Linked DNA regions of Mus musculus: region 2 is linked to region 1. The links are chromatin contacts, called in public Micro-C maps. All regions are on one chromosome and are shown on one strand. Each heading gives the region's core, a stretch centred on a gene start, on an enhancer-like site or on the middle of the called end of the contact. The rest is flanking DNA. Distances are from core to core; before and after follow the strand shown. Region 1 holds the start of Fli1 (Friend leukemia integration 1). Region 2 holds the start of Pknox2 (Pbx/knotted 1 homeobox 2).

Evidence for each region. A called contact is a pair of places that touch in the nucleus more often than the background predicts.
Region 2: a contact with region 1 is called in a Micro-C map of embryonic stem cells, with 27 times the contacts expected there. The contact joins the promoter of Pknox2 here to the promoter of Fli1 in region 1. A contact is called at or near these places in 3 of 484 Hi-C or Micro-C datasets (all in embryonic stem cells) and 1 of 115 datasets of contacts at active chromatin or transcription factors (embryonic stem cells).

The regions. Positions count from the first base shown.
Region 1 is chr9:32,539,067-32,543,652 of GRCm38.p6, forward strand. It overlaps Fli1 (Friend leukemia integration 1), which reads right to left and starts at 2,386. Exons shown (of 9, transcript NM_008026.5): 1 at 2,125-2,386. The coding sequence starts at 2,142.
Region 2 is chr9:37,144,514-37,148,963 of GRCm38.p6, forward strand. Pknox2 (Pbx/knotted 1 homeobox 2) reads right to left here and starts at 2,809. Exons shown (of 13, transcript NM_001029838.2): 1 at 2,728-2,809.

The DNA.
Region 1 (4,586 bases), core at 1,136-3,635:
TATGGCTTCTACATAGCTAAAAGGCTAAAGGATACACGAAAGACTCAATCTTCCAGAACCTTTGGTATCCAGAAGATGGCTTGAAAAGCGATTGATCTATAGGTAGCCTTGGAGTTAAGTCTCCCAGGTGAGAAACAAGGTATTCCTTGGGAGGTCTGGGGGGGGGGCTCATGAGCTCCTGTTAGTTATTGACCCTAAAAGAGCCCTGACCCCCATCTTTGGTATGGAGTGGCAGCCTCCTGGTCTAAGGTTGCCCTTGAGGCCTGTCATGCCCATCCCATTGTGCACAGTGTGGGGTTAACACATCCTGGGTACACAGACCACAGCTTCCTCCAGAGCTCAGGGCCTGTGCTTAGAGGTCTGAACACTGCGCAGATATTGCTTCACTTCTTCTCAGAGTGTCCACATTAAGCCTCTGGAGCCACATTACCACCCTTTAGGACCTAGGGGAGTTTGGGGGGGGGGGTTGTGAGTAGATAGTGTTCTGAATGGGGGTGTGAAGATTTTCGAAGGACCATCTGGTTACTGAACCTGAGGGATGTAGGCACTTGCAGGAACATACCAACAGGAAGCAGAGAAGCAGGGCCCAGGGACCTGCACTGTCAGGTCTCCAGAGCACACCCCTTAGGAACACTCTCAAGTCAGGTTTGAAAAACCTGTGGCTAGGTGGTTGTGTTAAAACCCCATTACAATCGGCTATCTCATCTGTCTTTGAGTTCCTTCAGTTGGTGCCTTTTACCTAAGTCAGCATGTTTCAGAGAAGGAGGGAGGGAGAGAGAAGGAGGGAGGGAGGGAGGGAGGGAGGGAGGGAGAGAGAGAGAGAGAGAGAGAGAGAGAGAGAGAGAGAGAGAGAGAGAAGAGACTCTTAGAAAATAAAAACACTCTGACCCCACCCAGAAGATAAAAATCTGTTAAATTCTCTAAAGCCAACAACACCTTCACCTCCTCTTCATCAAGCCATGAGAGGGAAGTGGATTCCTCTGGGTTCTGGAGAATGGCGGCTCTGCCAGTCCCCACCTCACCAGCCTGATAGTTTTTCCAGAGCAATTCCTGCTTGATATGCAGCCTTGAAGCTAACGTCTGCTCTCATTCATTCTCCTAAGTCCTCTTAGGCTAGTCACGTTAGGGGGTGTCCCTCGTCTCTGCTCCTGGCCCTACTTCCCCCTTTCGGAGGGAGCACTCGGCCTTTCTGAAGCGTGACAGGGAACCCAGACTCACAGGTCTGCTGGTCTGCACTTTGCAACCTAGACCCAAGCTGGGCCGGCGCGGGTGGCGGGTGGGGGTGGGGGTGCAATCGGCAAGCCCCAGGCCATAGACTCTGAACCAGCCACCGCAGGGGGACAGCTGTTGAAGGAGTTTAATTCTTACTGAGAGGACAGCTCCTGGATCCCTTGCTCTAAAGCAGGCGCACGCACAGTGTGCGGGATCTGAGGCACTGAGGAGCCGGAGAGCAAGGAGATTCCTAACCCGAGGAACTGCGAGGCGGGCCCGTTAGCTCCAGGCAGCCGGCGTCCGCAACTGCCGGGCAGCAGCAGTGAGAAGGGGGGAAGAGAAACCGGTCTGGCTGACAAGTAAACAGGGTCTTCCATCTGGACCCGCCGGCTCAGCCGGATCCTCAGACACCCTCCCTTGCACCCCTTGCCCTCCCGCAACTACTCCTCCAACTCGCTCGGAGGGTCGGGGGACCCCAGCCAGAGGCGAACGCTGCTCCTGCCCGCGCAGATCTCGGCCTCTGGCGTGAGGAAGCTGGCCGCCAGACTAGTGCCTGGCGCCGGGGCCAGGTCGTCTGGGTGCCGGGTGGGAACCGACCCGGCGATCTCCCGCCCGAGACTCTGCTCCGCGCCCCGGGTCCCCAGGTTTCAGCTGCCGGGTCTCGCAGCCCCTTCGGGCGGCACAGTGGGAGCCTGCGGGATTCCACAGTGGCGCAAGGAGTGAGGGGTAGATCGCCCTGGGCGGGAAGGCTGGCCGGCCTCCTCGGAATGGGGGACTCGCCACCCGGAGGAGACCGCGCGAAGCCGGGGCGCGGAAGGAAGGGAGAGCGGCCACGTCTTCCGGGACCCCGGCGCCCAGCCCTCCCGCCGCCCCGGTCGGCCCTCTCCCCGCGCCCACTGCCCAGCCGCTTACCTTAATAGTCCCGTCCATTTGGCCAAGTCTGCAGCCGAGCCCCCCAATATTCCACACATTGACCCGGTTACAGCCTGACCTCGTAGCCCCTTCAGATTAGCCCGGCGCGGCCTCTTTGGCGCCCTGGGCCCTCTCTGAGTGCCCCCTGCGAGCGCCCTGCCCTCGCTCCCCTGTGCACGTTTGTTGTTGTAGCGGATCGAAAAAGAGACAGTTAACCGGATGAAACTTTTTTTCAGCTAATTTTGGGAAGTGACTTCACTTTGCGATCGGGGAGGAAGTCCTATCTCTCTCTCTCTCTCTCTCTCTCTCTCTCTCTCTCTCTCTCTCTCTCTCTCTCTCATCTCGCCCTCTCCACTCTCTGCTCTCTCTTGTCTTCCCTCCCCCACACCCCCTCGTCCTCTCCTCGCCCTGCTTTTCGCATCACTCGCTATATAAATATACGCGGGATGCCCAGTTACATTCATGCACTGCGCACACAGGATACTTGCTCCTGGGAGATAAGAGCTGGCCAGGAACAATGACGGGGTCCACGCCCAGTATCCGCTCCCTGATTCCTGAAGTCTGCAACTCCCCCATCACCTTCCCCCCAAATCCAAAGCCAAACGCCTCTGGCCTCTTTCCTTTCCCTTGGGCCTTTGGCCGAAGGTGGCCCTCCTGACTCATTCACTTTCCGTTTCTTCCCACAGATACATTCATTAATGCTTTTTCCAGCCGGAGTCAAACTTTTTTGGGGATGGGAGGAAGACGGCGGAAGAGTTTGTTAGAACAGGGGATAACCTGGCGATGCTGACCGCCAGGGGAGATTCGGATGCAGATCAAGGCAAACCTACTATTTTTAAAAAGGAAGGAAGGAAGGAAGGAAGGAAGGAAGGAAGGAAGGAAGGAAGGAAGAAAGAAAGAAAGAAAGAAAGAAAGAAAGAAAGAAAGAAAGAAAGAAAGAAAGAAAGAGAGGAGCCGAAGAGAGTTTTTGCATCTAAGCGCTGGTCTCCGGATAGGCTCAAAGCGAATTCTGGGTCCCGCGGACCTGACCTGTCAAGGGCTCAATACCTCAAGCTTTGTTAGCAGAGAGATGCCCATGCTTTGGCGCGCCTCGACTCCGGGCTCCACAGCCCGCTAAGGAGGTAGACCAGCCACAACCTAGGCTTTTTGAGTTAAATTCTCTCACCTATCAGGACCCGACGGCCCAAGTTCTTCAATACCATCGCAGCCCCCAAGGAACTGACACCAGGGCGAGCTTGCCCTCCACACTACGCAGCAGGACCCAGGAGCGCGGCGAGCCGCGGCTCAGCAGAGACCCCACCTTGGATGAGAACGGGCAGTCTAAGGGTCCAAGCTAGGGACTGTCATTCCCAACCAGCGGCGTGGCCCGCTTTACCGGCTCGGTTCTTTCTGCTATCCCCCGCGCCTCCCCTGCTGGACCCAGGAGCTCTCTTGTTAAGGCTTCTCTGGGGTATCGGCGCTGGCGGCCTGACTCCCATCTCCCAGACTTTGAAAACAGGTTACCTTTTTCCACGCTCTTCAGACCACGCTGTGGACTTTCTCACTATTATTTAAGAGTCCTCCCGGGAAAAGAGGGGAAAAATTCCAGAGCAGATCCGAATAAATTGGAAAGGAAAAAAAAATCAAGAGGGTGTCCACGGCGGCAAGAAGGTGACTTATTAATTCTTTATTTCTTCAGGAGCAATTGCGCTCGCTCGCTCGCCTCCCTCCCTCCCCCCTTCCCCCTCTCCAAATTAGTCTCATCAATTCAGCTCCAATTTGGGGTTCGAATACAGACACGGGTCTGAACGTGACCAGACCTGGAGTGGCGGTGCAGCCTGCCAGCAATTGAGACTCGGTTTACTGTGGGGGGTGGGGTGGGGGCCGGGCCCACTCCCCCTCCTCCTGTCTGCTTCTCAATCCAGGGGTCTGCTCCGGGGCTCCCCTGGGACCGCCACATCTGGTTACCGCTAGCGGGGTCAGTCCCCCCCCTTTGCCTGGGGCCACCAGTTCTGGAGTTCAATTAAAAGAAATCAGGCTTAACCCTTTCCTGCCTGCGGCCGGGCTGCCCGCCCTCTTGCTCTTCCCTTCAGCGTTTCCACATGCTTTCCAGAGAGGAAAGAGGTTAAAGGGAAAGAAGAATGAATTACATCCTTTCAAACCCCAAATTGTTTCCTTTTCAGCCCAGACATTCAAACGACAACGTAGCTTTCAGGAGGGTGCACCCAGGCTATACTGAGCCTCTTTCTGTCCGAAAGGAGTGTTTACGTCTCCCCGCAGAGGGTCTCCTTCCAGGCACTGGACAGTTACAAAGGCCACAAAATAGCCAATCCACATTTAATCACCACGCCCCCCGCCCCGCCCCGCCCTGCCCCAAGGGCCAAGTGGCAGACAATCACCAGGTTTTCCTTTCGGCTTCTGCTGATCTGGCAAACGACAGTCACGTCCATTGCTGAATAACACTCACTGGAATAATTCACTTG
Region 2 (4,450 bases), core at 1,559-4,058, 4.6 Mb after region 1:
CTGGTAGCGGTCGCCGCGCCCCCGGCCGCGGTGGCCATTCTTGGGTCCTGCGGCTTCAGTGCCCCAAAGGACTGGCTGGCTTTCTCAATTCACGGTGCACAGAGAAATCATGCACAGAGAAAATCAACTCCCAACACACACACACACACACACACACACACACACACACACACACTTACATCCATCCCTCAACCTTACTCTTTATCTAAATGTCCAGAATGTAACATCTTCAACCCTCCTTCTCCCCAATCTGCTCTTTCCTTCTTTAGGACCCCTCCACTCCACCCACTGGTGAGCTAGGCCCGAGCCTTGAGGAAGTAGTTTGAGTATGAGATACGAGCCCCTAAATAAGAGACACCCCACACCTACCTACAGGCATACACACATGCGTGCATTTGCATCAAGGTCCAGGGGCCACGGGAAGGTCAGAAGGCAGAGTGGGAGGGCAAAGGGGCTAGAGTTTGGGATAAAACCATGTTGCTTTTGAACACCATCATTTCTGAGATTTGGGAGGGGGGTGTGTGGGGGGGCGGATGTTTAAATCCGTTTAAGCTTGTTATCTTGGATTCTACCAGTTGAAGAGCATTTGAATTCCAGAAAGCCAACAGCCTGGAGAAGTCCCAAGATAACATATGTGAGGGTAAGGAAACCCCGAACTTCCTCCTCCCTCTAGGATAGAACCTTGCCGGTATGGGCCGGCCTGTGCGCTCTTCGACATTGCCCTGGACGAAGCAAGCATCGCTTGCAGATAAACAGGCGGCAGATCCGATGAGGACTCCGGAGTTCGGGAATGTCTTTCCTTTGGCGGCAGCCACGATTCCTTAAGCCCCAGTAGCACCTCTCTACTAGTGGCCCCCTTGCCTGCGTCGCCTACCACTGTCCCGGCGGGCCACCAGCAACCACCCCGCCACGCTGAGGCCACAGACCGCAAGTGACTCCCAGAGCCTGCTGACTCTGCAGGGCCAGCTCCTTGGCTCCACTCGGACCCGGATGATGCTACCCGGTCACTTCGTACTGAATCACTATTTTTGTGTACCTTCCAGAGTCTTTCTCCTAGGTTTCAGCCCTGTGCACCCAGATCCTCTCATCCGCAAGATTCGCTTTAGGGGGAGAAGCAGCAGACGTTCGGGGCTCGCTCACCACGGCTGGAATCAACTACTTTTCTTGCCTACATAAAAGCTTTTCCTCCCACACGCTGTAAGAACCTGGACGCGCAATTCTTCCTACATTTCAATATCCTGATCCCGAGTGTCAGTTCTAAAACAACGTCACCGGCTCCGGAGTCAAGCCTCGGAGGTAATCGGGGCCCCGGCGCCTAACTCCAGCCCTCTGTCTTTGCCGGCATGTAAACTACACAGCGGCCCATCTGTCCCTATTCTGAAAACAGCTTGATTCCTGCAACCCAAACTCTAGCCTGCTCCAAAACCCAGCCCTCCTTTAAGGGGCTGATCCGCATCCCCCTCCCACTCCCAACCCGCGTCTTCCGACCGCGCGGGAACCCTGGCTGCCCTGTGAAGGACTCTCCAGACAGCGCGGCCCACTGCGCTCGTTTCTTCCTTGGCTTTGGAAGCCAGCCTAACCCGAAAGAAACAGAAACTTCGCGCGGCACATTCAGGACCCTGCCCCATCCCCATCGGCTTTCTTCTCGGGACGCTTTCCGTGCCCACCTCCCCCCCTTTTACGAATTTATCTTCTAGCTCTTCGCCAAGGACCCCTAATCCTCCCCTCCCCGCCCAAAAGACCCAACAATACGTAGAGAGCCAGTGACCCTACAAATTCTCCTCCTACTCCTAGTTAGAGTCCCTGAGCGTCGCCCCTCGGGTTCTGGTTTCTCTGACTAACACCTCCCCCCCCCCCATACACACACACATACATACACACACACACACACATGTTCCCCTGTCCCCACTGATCCTCCGGTAAACCTCTACTCTCCCTGCCTCCCCGGGCCGGGCAGGACGCGGCCGCCACTGCTTGACTCCAGCCACCCGGCCGCAGGCTAGGGCTGCTCCCGCTTCCAACCACTCGAAGGCAGCTCGGGGCTGGTGACACCTAGGAAGCTCCAGCCACAGGGCTCCTGGAGCCCGGGAAAGGAGAACCGAAGCCCGCCCGCAGTTCCCAGCCTCGCCCCCACCGAGCGCCTAGCCAGGAGCCGCCTGCGCAGGGACTCCGGCCGACGCGCTCGTCCCTGGGCTCGAGTCCCGGGAAGCTCCGGGTGCACGGCTTCCAGCCCGCCCGCTACAGGCTCTAGGGCCGCTGCGCTCTGAGTCCGCTGCCCAGCTGCTTGCGACCGCAAACAATGCACGCCCGGCCCTGGGCCAGAGGGGAGCGGGGCGAGGCGGCGGCAGCGAGGCGGGCACGGAGCTGCGCACCGGCCGGGTCCGGGAGCGGGTGGGCCGCGCGCTTCTCGCCGCCTCCTCGCCCAGCCTCGCCTCCCCTCGCGCGGCTTCGCTCCGCGCTCTCCCGGCGCTTCCCCAGCTTCTCTCTGCACGCTCCCGCCGTCCCTCTCTGCTCCCTGCCTCCCTCCTCCCTGCTGCCTCCCTCTCTCTCCTCCCTGCTGCCTCCCTCTCTCCCTCTCTCCTCCTTGCCCTGTCGCAATGAATAATACTCTGGCTTGGGGACTGGAATAAAACACACGCGCTCTGAGGCAGCCGCCCGCAGCAGCAGCCGCCGCCGCCGCCGCCGCCTGCAAAAGCGTCTCTGACATGGAAATGAATGACAGCTTACCTGATGCCAATCTTCATCAGACTGACACCGGCGTGACAACACAGCCTATACTTCCCAGCACTGCTCGGGACGTCAGCGGCACAGGGACCCGCCCCCCGGACTCCCTCCCCCCCCCTCCCCGCGCGCGCACACCTCCCCTCTCCCCACTCCCCCTTTCTCCCCCCCCCCCATAGCCCCCACCCACTCCTGGACCCGGCCGCTTCCCAGGCGAGGAGCTGCTAGAGTGTCTCCCTCTACTGGAGGCTCGGCTCAGACATCAGGCTCTGGCCTGCTTGCTGCTGGAGAGAGGCAGCAGGCGCCCAGACCTGGGGGTTGCCTGACAGAGGTGATGCAGTGAACCCCAGAAATGCAGGCGCACCCCTACCCGGTGTCCTCCTTAGCGATCAACTGGTGACGAGTTCCAAGACACCAGGTGCTGAAGAGATTGAGAGGAGGTGAAATTTTCTGTGTACCTCAAGAGAACCCCAAGAAAATAGGAATCTTCAAACTGGCAAGAAACGTTCTCTCCATCACACCCCCACCCCATTCCTGCCCGGCTGGCCTCATTTTTATGATTGCATTTGAATAATTCTCATTACCTTGGCCCCAGCAAAGGTGCTCAGGTGGTTAGTTATCCCTGGTCTCAAGAGCTTTTTTTTTTCCCCCTGCTGTAGGCTTCCTCTGACGCTTGGTTCATCCGAGGGTTGATGGGGTGGTTCAGGGGCAAGATAACAAGGGAAAGAGCCTTATCAGAAGCTATCCCTTGGCAAATGTCAGGCAAGTGCTTGGAAGCCACTGCTGTTTCATTCTTAAAACTGCTTAGCCAGCCAGTGTGTCCCGGAGGCTGGGCACCGTAAGGTGAGGGGAGTACTGTTTCAGCTTGGGCTTGCTGGGGTGGTCCAATCTGTTCCATACACCAAACAGGCTCCTCACCCAAGTCACTTCTACAATGAAAAGCCAAATCAAGCCAGTGCAACCATGCATGTCTCCATTTAGTCAACAAAGATGACTTTCCTACTGAGTGCCAAGTATAGGCTCAGCCACTCAGGATGCAGACTGGCTCAGCTCCTACACAGAGGACCAGAGAATCCCTTCTGCCCCCCTTGAGAAGCGGTTTCAGGCCACAGGCAGGTGACAATGAATCCTGTGACTCTCACACCAGGAAAGGAGCCTGGCTGAAGCCTAAACAAAGTCACTGAAAGTTAAGGAAAAGCTAAGAGGGAATCCAGACAGTCAGGTTCCCAGAAAAGGATCTAACCCCAGCAGAGGGAGGTTACCCTTTGCTCCATTCCAAGCCTCTGGGTCATTCCTCCCCTGCCTCGGATTCCGGCAAAAATGAGAAGTATCATTAGATCCAAAGGCTCAGAGACGTCTGCATCACATTCCAGATGTGCTCTTTATCCAGGTCCTGCCAGCAACTCCACATTCACCTGCAATGTTCCTGTGGGACGGGGAGGGGGCTTTCACCTATAGATCCACTGCTACAGATGGGGTTGAAACATCTTCCCATGGACTCCCTAAAGACTTTCACTAGGTAGAGTTATGTCACCCCAACCTCTGATCTGTGGTCAAAGACTGTGGCTCCTGACAGCATAATTGCTAGTATATATTTCACATTGTATAATAATATAATAATAATGAATCCACTTGCCCTTTTTATGTAGTACAGAAACACCAGACTCACTGACCCAGAGGCTGGAGGTCAGCCTGCCATAAAGTCGCAGAGGGAAATGCATTGCATAGA